3 separate regions of the Mus musculus genome follow, and all the other regions are linked to region 3. A link is a contact called in public HiChIP or PLAC-seq data. All regions are on one chromosome and are shown on one strand. Each heading gives the region's core, a stretch centred on a gene start, on an enhancer-like site or on the middle of the called end of the contact. The rest is flanking DNA. Distances are from core to core; before and after follow the strand shown. Region 1 holds the start of Capn5 (calpain 5). Region 2 holds the start of Omp (olfactory marker protein). Region 3 overlaps Gm39050 (a long non-coding RNA gene).

What was found. HiChIP or PLAC-seq counts read pairs in DNA pulled down with a chosen protein or histone mark.
Region 1: a contact with region 3 is called in a FOXA1 HiChIP or PLAC-seq map of pancreatic cancer cells. The contact joins the promoter of Capn5 here to the enhancer-like site in region 3. A contact is called at or near these places in 2 of 39 promoter capture datasets (cranial neural crest and liver), 2 of 484 Hi-C or Micro-C datasets (embryonic stem cells and muscle stem cells), 2 of 115 datasets of contacts at active chromatin or transcription factors (embryonic stem cells and pancreatic cancer cells) and 1 of 9 other capture datasets (adipose tissue).
Region 2: a contact with region 3 is called in an HNF4G HiChIP or PLAC-seq map of pancreatic cancer cells. The contact joins the promoter of Omp here to the enhancer-like site in region 3. A contact is called at or near these places in 1 of 115 datasets of contacts at active chromatin or transcription factors (pancreatic cancer cells) and 1 of 9 other capture datasets (liver).

Annotation. Positions count from the first base shown.
Region 1 is chr7:98,176,237-98,180,134 of GRCm38.p6, forward strand. Capn5 (calpain 5) reads right to left here and starts at 2,038. Exons shown (of 13, transcript NM_007602.4): 1 at 1,808-2,038. It overlaps Gm16938 (predicted gene, 16938), which reads left to right and starts at 958. Exons shown (of 3, transcript NR_045972.1): 1 at 958-1,252; 2 at 3,089-3,174.
Region 2 is chr7:98,143,523-98,147,329 of GRCm38.p6, forward strand. It overlaps Omp (olfactory marker protein), which reads right to left and starts at 1,925. Exons shown (of 1, transcript NM_011010.2): 1 at 1-1,925. The coding sequence starts at 1,896. The coding sequence ends at 1,405. The region is part of intron 3 of Capn5 (calpain 5); the gene reads right to left.
Region 3 is chr7:97,769,367-97,773,073 of GRCm38.p6, forward strand. The region is part of intron 1 of Gm39050 (a long non-coding RNA gene); the gene reads right to left. Among named protein-coding and RNA genes, the nearest start is that of Gm39050, 29 kb to the right of the region's middle. Within about 2 kb of position 1,660, at least 42 of the 459 cell types and tissues checked have an H3K27ac peak or open chromatin away from gene starts, as enhancers often do. A contact at or near this core is called in muscle stem cells and pancreatic cancer cells, where this site is marked.

The DNA.
Region 1 (3,898 bases), core at 788-3,287, 410 kb after region 3:
GTGGCTTCCCAGCACCCTCTGAGGGGACAAGGAAGGCCTCCTTTTGGGGGGACCAGATCTCAGAGCCATCCTAAGAGCATTCAGGGAAATTAGAGAAGAATAAGACAGAGACAGCAGAGGCTTCTGAGAAGCCCACAGATGTCCCACTGAAAGCCACAGGCTTCCTGCCACCAATGCCCAACTGCCACCTGTTTGGTACTGTTTCAGAGGCAGACATTGCTCTTACCCAGTAATGGGCCCGTGAAGCTTCCCCTAGACCTTCCACTCCTGTTCCGGGAGCCCCAGAGGGTTCTCTCCTGACTTGTCACACCTAGCCTGCAGTGGGTGCTGAGAACAGCCAGGAAGGGGGTGGGGCTCTCCCTACTGTAACCTCTATAGCAACCTCTTCCCCAGGGTAGCTAAAGATGGTCCTTGTCAGACACACCCACCGTCCAGACTGGCATTCAATGTCACACCCTGTGTTTGTCCGTGAGCTTTCCTAGCCTGACTGTTTCGTAGTTTGGACTCTACGGTCCTTTCTTCACCTTGTTGGACTTTTCCTAGTCCTTGTTCAGATGAACTCTCATCAGCTCCCAGGCAAGGATGGCCCCTCTGACTTGTGCTTGACTCTGCCTTCTCACCACGCCAGTCAGGAGCTCATCTGTTGGCCCTCCATCCTCTCAGTGGGAAGAGAAGCCTCTTAGGTTAGGCTCCACCCAGGCTTCAGCTCTGACCCAGCCTAGGGCAGTAGCAGCAGCTGGGCCCACCACACCCGACCCCCCCTGGTCTTCTTCACCTCCACCCAAAACACTAAGCCTGCAGCAAGGACCAGCAAGGATCCAGGGAGGCCTCAACCTCCCTTGCACAGCAGAGCTTCCCAGGAAGATCTCCCTGAACACTTAGCTGCCCTGGGCATTGGCTGAGTGTTCCACCCTCTGGCACAGAGGAGATCAAGGCTTGTGTCTTGGGATCCTGGGTGCCAGTTCTGGCTGGGTCACCTTAGAGAGAGGCTGCCTTCCCTTCTGCTGCTGGGGCTCATCTGTGTGAAGTCTGGGGCTGACTCTCACCACAGGAAAGACTGCCAGGGCAAATGAGCACCTGTTATTGCTCTTCAGCCCCACTCCACCCCTGGGCCCCCTTAGGGGGACCTTTCCTACACTCCCCACCCCCAATCCTGACAGCTGGAGATAGGATCAATCCTGAATTGTCTCCGAAAAAAGCCAGTTTCTGCCAGACCCGCCTTGCTCCCAGTGCCACACACCCAGCCCTGAAGGTAAGGAAGAGCCCCCCCCCCCACCCCCATTCAACTAGGGGATTGTGGCCAAGAAGGGGTGAAGGGTCATCTACCTGGGATCTTTGGTCTCATGGTCTCATGCCTACTCCAAACCATGGGATGTGGACATCTAGAAAGGTTAGAAGGTTTAATGGGTTGAGGAGCACAGGCGTGAGGACAGGAAAGGGGACCTGTAAGGAAGATTAGAGTCTAGCCCACCAGTGATAAGCACACCCCAGCACTTCTGCACTGGGAACGCGGCCTCAGAACACCCAGGTGGAGGTGAGGTTGATTTCTCACCCAGGGCTGCGGGTGGAGGTAGGGATGAGCTCAGGGGCCCCGGGCATATCTTTGGGGGGTGGGGTGGGGGTGGGGCTCCGCCTCCTAGGCCTGCAGGCCAGCGCTCAACTCCCAGCCCTGAATCCGCGGGATGTACAACCCCTGCTCGGATTCGTGCTCCCAAGGCACGCACTGGCCCGCGCTGCACCTGCACACACACCCAAACGCACACTAATGTGCGCTCGCACACGCCTCCCTCCGCGCAGCGCCTCCTACCTGCCGCGTCGCCGCAGCTGGAGCTGGACTCCCGGGATGCAGAGCACAGTGCGGGCACTGGAGCGGAGGCTAGACCAGCCCGCGCCACAGCCTGGGACTCTGCGGGGAGATGATACCCCGGCAGCCCGCAGGCGGGGGTTGGAACTTGGACCCCCGGGCTTCAGTCTGTCCCGCCCCTCCTCTCAGCCTCCTCCCATTGGAGGCCAGAGGCGTGGTCTCCCGGGGTGGGGCGGGGCGGGGAAAGGGAGGTTGTTGCGCATGCGAACTAGAGAGGCTGTGCCTCCCCCCCCCCACCCCCCTCCCTGAGGCCGCCCGATAGTGCTGGCTCGAAACTGAAAGGGTGGCCCTGACCCAACACTCCTTCAAACCCCACTCCAGTGCTGTCCGCGATAGGAGAGCATCCCGGGACGTTGGCTGCCTACCTCGCCATTGGCCTTGGAGGACCTGCGTGCCCCACTAAGTGCTGGCAGAGAATGTTGGCCGACTTGGGGTATGCATCTTAGCCGGGCTCAGACAGGGCCAAGGCAGGGCAGCTGAGAATGGGAAGACCCAATGAGATGAGAACCACTCCCTTTCCATTTGTATCCAAACACCCATTCCCAAGATTTTAGCTGGAGAAGAGGAATGTAGGCCCTGGTGAGGTGTCCAGAGGGCCCCAGTCAGTTAAGGGAAGCTGGCCCTATCCTGTCCAGACCTGTCCTGTCCTGGGCATTTATCTGCTCTGAGTGTAGACTAAAGCAGCAGGGCCCAGATTTTTGACCCTCTCTGACTGCCTTCAGAATGCCCTGGAATACACCAAGCCTTGGTTTCTTACTCTGTGAAGTGGAAACTGCAATCTCCTCAGGCCAGGCGGTTTGGGGGAATCCCAGGGAGATTTATAGATGACCAGGGCTGGCCAACAGTAGGCTGGGTCACTCTAAGGCCACAGAGACAAAGCTTGTCTGACCTGGTCATACTAGTCGCTCACAGGTCAGAAACTCAGGCCCACTCATCCCTCTAGTTTCCTGGTCTCTGTTAATGATTACCTCAACCTCAGTCATCCGGCCCTCTACCTCACCCCTGTCCCTGGCCACCTAAGTGTAGCTCCATCTGGTTACCTGACTGACCAAATAGTTTCCAACCATGTTGCTGTTCCCCCTACCCACCACCACCCACGCACAATGTTCCAAGACTACTAGGTTCCGCTCTCCATTTACCCTAGTCCTGGCCTATGGCCGCCGGCCTAGGGTTTTTACATTCTTTCCATCCCCACAGAAAAGCTCTTCTATTGCCTCCACACAGCCTCAGCGTGTCTCTGTCCAGAAGCCCTTGGTCCACAAAGCAGATCTGGATCAAGGGCTCACTCCACCAGTTACCGAGAAAGTTCTATATCCTTTAATGGTCTCAGTTTCCTTGTCTGTAAAATGGGCTTTCTAGGAGAAGCACATGGTGATTGTGGAGACAAAAAATGTCAAAAAGGTTCAGTCAAAGTCCTCAAGCAAGGTAGCAAGTAGCATTACCTCTGTCAGGGCACCTCTCAAATCTTCCGAGATAGAGCAGGGGTCATGTCTGGGAAAGTGTGTTCTTCAGCCCACAAAGCCATGGTATCCAGAGAATGCTCTGACTCTCTTCTATAGCTCTGAGTATGGAGCCAGGAGAGGGTACTATGTGTTGGTTTCATTCGTGGGCTCTGCCTTGACTCCTTAGCTGTGTGGCCTTGGACATGAGACCTGTACTGCAGAACTCAAAGCAGCACCCACACTGCAGTCGTGGGGTCTCATTGGCTTAACTCCTGGGAAGTCCTTATGGGGCCCTCTAGCTGTTACTGTCCTCTAGCCCAGCCTGCTCATTGTATAAAGATACAGTGTCTCCAGCAGCAGAGACACATACCCTGCATCATGATGTTTAGGCCCAGGTGCCTTAGAACCGGGCTTGGACTGGGAGGCCTGTCTCAGAGCCCATCTCTGGCAGCGTCCACCTTCCTGACAGATGAGGGAAGAAACCTAGAGAGACAGCGACCTGTCGAGGGCATCTGGACTTGATGGAGGAGCAGAGGCTCTGATCCTTGGGGAGCAGAAGATCAAGGCATGCCAGGAAGAGCTGGGCTGCCTA
Region 2 (3,807 bases), core at 675-3,174, 370 kb after region 3:
ACTGTCTGGGTGTGGCTCCCTAGAGTCAGCAGAGTCCAGAAGCACCGGCCAGTGCTTCGGCAAGCATGTTATGGAGCAGAGGCACCGGCTCAAGAGACACCGGTACCACAGCCTATCTCCTGCCTCCAGAATCCTGCACCTGAGCTGGGGTTTGCAGTCCTGGCAGCTCACCAGCTGGGACAGATCCTACCTTCAGTATGCCCGAGGGAGGCAGCCTTGAGACAGTCAGGGGACACTGCTGAGGTACCTCTGGCTGATGCTAGGTAACAGGCAATGGAAGGCTTTCAGGATGTGCAAGGCGAGGGACAATGAGACTTGGGGTAGAGCTGAACCTGCTAACTGTGCCACCGTTTTCCTGTCAGTTTAGGCATCACAGTCAGATAGCTCCAGCCCACTTCAGACGTCAGGCATCCTAACTGCCCCCACCCAAGCCTTACTTAGGGGTCTGCACTCCAGGAGAACAGCCAGGATATGCCCAGGGGGGTGACAGCAGGGCACAACACCAGCGAGCAGCAAATGCCAGCCTTCCTAACAGGGACATCACTGTTGCTAGCTCAGAGCCCTGGACCCCTCTAACTCTGCTACACCATTCGAGTCTCAGTCTCCCAGTTCAAAAAGCACTGCACCAAGGACGCCTCAGTCAGGATCACCTCCACCAAGTCCACAAGCCAGTACCAGCTCAATAATTAAACTAAAGTTAGCCTTACTCCTCACCAGGACTAGCCCTCAGGCCCACATCCATACAAATAGTTATGCCATCTCTCAATACCCATATGAGCGTGGGTGGCTAGAGTTGTTTCAGTTTCTACACGCTCTCTCACTTCTCCATAAAAACCAGGCCCAGACCTGGAAAAGCAGTCAGATCAAGCCCCGCTGTCATCCTGCCCAGTGTCTTGAAGGCCCTAAGGTCACAGCGGGCTGCTGCCGACACTGGGAGGAGAACCTTCCTGCTGCCAGAGGCTGGGCATTCGCCTCCTGGCTCCAGCTTTGGCCAGCAGGGCAAACGCCTTCTTGCCAGGTTCCCCGGAAGGTGTTCCTGTCCAGTCTCAGTCTCCCATCCCTGAAGGGAGGAATCAGTGCTGGCCGTTTGCATCTCTTGGTCAGTCTCTTTATCTCTCAGTCCCGCTCTTCACCACAGGGGGCCCATCCATCTTCCCACGTGGACCCAAAAGGCCTCTACAGTCTATAGTAGCAGCATCCGGCTTCTAGACTACGGAGCCATGGGACATCACTGTGAGCCGCAGCACTGGCACCAGGGAAAAGGAGGGGATGTAGCACTCGGGGGAACTCTGGCCAAGATGAGCACAGGAGGAGCAGCTAGAAGAATGTCCCCAAAATACACATGAGGAAGGAGATCCAGGCAAGGGAGAGGTGGGGCCAGGGGTAGGGCAGCCAGGGCTGTCATCAGAGCTGGTTAAACACCACAGAGGCCTTTAGGTTGGCAGGCTCCACGCCCTCGCCAAAGGTGATGAGGAAATACATGACCTTGCGGATCTTGGCCAGATCAGAAAGGCGCTCCCCAAACTCCAGGGCGTCTGCCTCATTCCAATCCATGGCGTCGGAGTCTTCCTTGCGCCAGAAGATGGCGGCGGGGTCCAGCAGCTGGCGTGTCATGAGGTTGGTGAGGTCGGGCGTCCAGTTCTGCGAGGTGCCCGTGATGGTGACCTTGCCGGGCTTGTCCAGAACCACGTTCCAGTGATCGAACTGCAGCTTCTGCTGCTGGATGAAATCGAGGCGGTAGACGGACTCAGCCGGCCGGATCAGCTTCTCACCATCCTGCTTCTTCTCCCCACGCTGCTTCAGGCTCTCTACTCGGAGCCGCATCTGCTGGGTCAGGTCCTGGTCCAGAACCAGCGGCATCTCCAGCTGCTGCTTCTGCGGCCCATCCTCTGCCATGGCCCAAGTGCTACAGCGATTGCCACTGCCACCACTACCACCAGCGTCAGGGAATCAAGTGGGCTGGATCCTCCGATGCCAAGAGAAGAGGCCACCTGAAGGCCCGCCTCCCTTTCCAGCCTTTCTGGCCCCACCCAGTTCTCAGAACAGGGGACACAGGAGTGTGTGTGTCCAACTGCCTCCTAACTGGTAAAGCTGTGCTGTAGGCAGGCTGGAGGGTGATGGGCTCCCTGGGGACCAGAGCACTGATATCAACTGCTGTGGCAACCACCTTGACTACAGTGGTAGTGGCAAGCTGGAGCTTTGCTTGTTTGTGAAGAATGGAATACTCCACAGGGCTGTTGGGAGATAGGTGAGGTTATAGACACATGGAGGTAACCGAAGACTGTCCAGGAAAGAGGTGGCAGGGCGGGGTAGCACCGGTGGCACACATTTCAGTTTTCTGTAGTCAGCCAAGCCAACTTTCCATGGTTGCCTCCTCCTCCGCACCCCCCACCCCACTCTGTCATAGCCCCTGTCAGGTCCTGTCAGGTGCCCTGGTGTCTCCCTCTCCTTTATCACCATCAGGACCCAGCCCAGCTGTCACCTCCCATCTGAACCTGCAGCTCTCAAATCCCAAATCATCTGCCAGACAGACGGCTGGCTCGGCTCCCAGAGGCCGTGGTTTGATCGATCCAACCACATAGCCACAGGATTGGCTCTCACGTCCACCAAAATCCTACCAGCCATTCCGCCTAAACTGATCCTCCACCTCCCGTGGGAGACGTGAGGCCAGGGAAGAAGCTGGGGACCTACAAGGGAATGTCAGTGGGAGGTGGAACCCAGGCAGTGTATGTGGACAGATGGCAGAACTGGAGTCTGTGAGTGCCTCTGAGTGGTGGAGACAGAGATGCTGCTGTCTCGGAACATCACACACACACACACACACACACACACACACACACACACACACACACACACACACACGAAAGAGGCATGGGGTGAGGTGTAGTAGCTGGAACCACTGGAACGGTCTAGGGGATCAGAAGTACATTCTATTGCCAGATGGAGGTCAACTGAACCACTCGGGGTTTGGGGTTATGACCAGCACAGAGCCCCATGATGCACGATGGGCAACTTGCCTGCTCTGTTCTATTTGTTTGTTTGTGTTTGTTTTGTGTTGTGTTGTTTGGCGCAGGGCCGCACTGTGTAGCCATCCAGGCTGGCCTCAGGCTCCCAGAAACCCTCCTGCTTGAGCCTCCCACGTGCTGGGCTCACAGGTATGAGTCACCACGGCAAACTGTTTTATTTTGTTTTGTTTGTAGAGTACTGGGAATTGAACTCAAGGGCTCTGTAACTGAACCACACGCCCTAGATCAGTTCCTTTTTATTTTAAGGCAGGACCTCAGTAAGTTGCCGAGACTGGTTTCAATCTCACAATCCTCCTGCCTCAGCCTCTCCAGTGGGGGTTTTGGGATGAAGGAGAAGCTCAGAGGTGTCAGTATAGAGTGCTCAGCTGGCACAGACAAGATCCTGGATTCAGACCCCAGTGCTGAGAAAAATCAACCTCAACCCCTGGGGTGAGCCCTTGGGGCCACTAGCAGCAATTCCCGAAGACAGAATTGGAAAGAGATGAGGTGAAGCTGCCTGCTCACCGGCTGGCCCTGGGCGTGAGCCTGAGAGCTGTCACTGAGGCAGTGCTACTTACGCTCTGACGAGAAACCGCTTCAGTGCTCCCAGCACTACACACTGATCTTAAAGAGTTTTTTCGTTGCATTTATTTGTTTATTTATTCATTTATTGTGTGCCTACATGTGCATGTGTGGACTCGTGAGGCTGGGGGGCAATCTGAGGGCGTCGGTTCTCTCCAAGCACTATAAAGGTCCAGGACTGAGGCCGACTGTTAGGCAACAAGCCCCTGTCTCCCCCAGC
Region 3 (3,707 bases), core at 410-2,909:
TCTTCACGTGGTCATGGTCGGCCTCTACTTCTTTACTCTCTCCCTCTCTCTGCCTTTCTCTGTCTCTACTACCCTCTTAACTTCCCTCTCCATGCCTTCAATAAACTCTATTCTATACCATACTGTCTCTCGTGGTCCCTCAGTGGGAAGGGATGCCTCAGCATGGGCCCACTGAGGCACCCCTCCCCCTATACTTCATCACACCCCCATAGAACATATTCTTATACCTCTTTATCTTTTTATAAACACACCAGGTGCGGGATGTAGCTAAGAACACGTACATGTAGCTGAACATTTGTCCAGCATGTGTGAGGTGCTGGAGTCCATTTGCTGCAAAGGCAAGCAAGCAAGCAAGCCAGCCAACAGAATCACTCTGTGGTCCACAGGTCCTGGCTGGAAGTTACAGGCTGTCTTAGAAGGTAAAGGGGTGGTGCCAAGCAACTCCAGCAAGTCATCCTCTGACCTCCACAAGCATGCTGTGGCATATCTGGTTTTACATACACACACATACACACCACAAAGAATTAAAAATTCTTTTTTTTTTTACAACATCTAAATTACTAATATCAGGTAGTTTGTTTTAAATTTAACAACTTGAAGCATAAAATAAGGTCATTTTATTTAATATTCAAATTTAATTGTCCAAAGTCCCCATCATCCTGCCCATCCAGGGAGCTGCTTTGTAATTCTAATAGAGTTTCTCAAGTCTGTGACAATATTCTTCATCTTAAGTCTTAGCACAGCTTATTGCTTTTGGGGAAAACATATAAAAAGTGTATCCACAGTGTTAAAATTGTCCTACAAAATTGTCCAGTCTTTAAAAGATACTACTCTGTTTTTTTAGAAAAGGAGTGCCTTGGGTACTTGACAGGTTATGGTAAGAGATGATCTCTGTGTATCTGGTGAAATCTCGGAGGAGCCATTTGGATTTGCCCTAACAGGAGACGGAGCAGGGAAATGCAGTAAGCATCATTTACTTTGTTCCAGGCATATTGTTATCTCGATGGATTGTTTTGTTTGTTTGTTTGTTTTGGTTTTGGGTTTTTTTTTTTTGAGACAGGGTTTCTCTGTGTAGCCTTGGCTGTCCTGGAACTCACTTTGTAGACCAGGCTGGCCTCGAACTCAGAAATCCTCCTGCCTCTGCCTCCCGAGTGCTGGGATTAAAGGCGTGTGCCACCACGCCCGGCCTGGATGGATTTTTAAAGCACAAGTATTTTTGTAGTATTTTTGCTTCATTTAAACATTAGGAAACTAAAACAGAAGCGTGTGACCTCATATCACATAGCTGAGATGCAAGGGATCTAACTAACTCTACAGCACGAGTCTTCAACTGTAACACGTCATGTCCTGCTGAGCAGTGGAAATTTTCTTGTTTCCATGTAGAAGGATACCAGTGTATCAGTGTACATAGAGTCAAACTCACATTATTATCATTCTACAATGGGAGAACATGCAATCTCATTGAGATGAATTACAAACAGTGTTGTGTGTTAACTAAGTAGCACTTTTGCCCTGGCAGCTATCAACATGGCCCTGGAAGTGTCAGCACACAAACAAAATTTACAGAGATAATATTTACACTGATCTCAGCAACAGGGTCCAGCTGCGTCTCCACCGGGCCTGTGTGTGCTTGCTTCTCTTAGAGTCTACTTATTAGAAAATTAAGGGACAGAATGCAACTGACCCAAGCATGAGTCACAGCGGGTTCTGTGAAATATAACAGTCTGAGCCAAAAAAGGGAGGAACCAGTCCAACAGTAGCTAGAAATCAAACAAGAAAAATATTGTCAATTTAGAATCATAATGAAAGCTGGGTGTGTTAGTGCACACATATAATCTCAACACTCAGAGACAGAGGCAGAAGGTCCCTGCAATTTTGAGGGCAGCCTGTTCTACATAGGGAGTTCCAGACCAACCCGGGCTATGTAGTGAGATTCTGTGTCAAAGAAAAAAAGAGAAAAGAAAATCACAACAAACCAAGACATGAGCCAGTATTTGATGCTCTGCTAGCCTACTACTTCCCAGGCAAAGGCCATTCCCTCTCTGTTTCTGAGCCATGGGAGGTGACTGGGGGTTGCCAAGATTGTCCTGGCAGTGAGTGGTGTTACTAAAATTGACATTTATAAAACGAAATCCAGTAACTGCTCCCTTTTTGTTTATGAATATCACAATTCAGTAGTGGCCAAATTCATTAATAGATAACTAGCGAAAATAAAACTTTAAAAGATTATGAATTTAGGACCTGATTGATATAAGATTGCGACACCTTCCATAGATGCCAGTTCGTTAAAAACAATTAGCTTTTGACAAGGTCTCTCATGTATCCCAAGCTGGTCTTGAACTCACTAGGAAGTCCATGATGACCTTTAACTCCTAATCTTTCTCTCTCTACCTCCCCGGGACAACGGGTATAGACATGCACCATCATGCCCTGTTTATGTGGTGCTGGGGTTTGAACTGAGGGCTTCCTGCATGCAAGATAAGCACTTACCAACTGAACTATATCCCAAGTACTTATCAACCGAACTATATCCCTAGCCTGCAAACACATTCCTAAAAAACAACACTCTTACAAAAGAAAACATTTAATTAGGGATGGCTTATAATTCAAAGGTTTAGTCCATTATCATCATGGTGGGAAACATGGTAGCATGCAGGCAGAGAGAGCAAGAGAGAGAAATCTCAAAGCCCACCCCCACTGACAACTCCCAATCCTTACAAACAGTGCCAATCCCTGGTGACCAAGTATTCAAATATATGAACATGTGTGGGGAAAATAGAGAGAAGGCCGGTGTTAAACCATCACCTTCCCTTAGACCTTGAACAAGAATCTTGGCTTCTCTGAGCTCTTGTGTGTGAATCAGTCACGCAGCAGTGCTGAACTCTCTGCCATCCTGGGGCCAGTTATTAAAGTCTTGACCATCTGGCATCAACTATGTTTGAAGTATTTATTCTGAAAACAGTCAACAAAGTCTCTAAATAAAGGAACTTACTCCCATAGAGAATATTTATTAGTACACAGCTATACCGTTCCCGTTCTTTTCCAAATCCTGTAAAAGGAAGATGATGATTTCCACGTAAGGATTAATTACTAGGGTATTGAACCAAACAAAGCTAGGGCATTGATAGACATTCACTTGACAAGGAATTGCGTGCAATGCCACATTGGTTCATGGTGGCAGTGTTTTGAGATAAGCGTTGTTACTTCCAAGGATAATCGCCTCCTTTACATCTGCACACACAGTACCTAGGATGGTTATAAAGCACAAACCAGTCTCGCCTACTTTCTGCCTACTGCTGCTCACTAGTCAGGCCACAGAGAAGTCCAAATCCCTCCTGTTGCCCTCAGGTCTCAAGCAGAATATTGACAGGTATAGCTACTGAAACCTGAGCTCAAGGTCCAATTCACCAGCATGACTTTGGACAATGGATTTTAGCCTCCCCGTGCCTTACTTTCCTACCTCTAAAACAGGAAGGGTACCAACCTCATGTCGTTACTGGGATTAAACTTTATTGCTTCATTTGAACCACTAAGAGTAGCATCTGGCCCTCAGCATACACTCAGGGCGTGCTCAGTTTTAGCTGAGTATGTATTTGAGTGTGTTATGCTCACCAAGCTCTGACAGTGCATCAGTGGGAAGGCCTGCCTACCATATCTGAGGCCCTGGGTTTAAGGCAGAGGCTCAACACAGTGCCCGGCCTGTCATA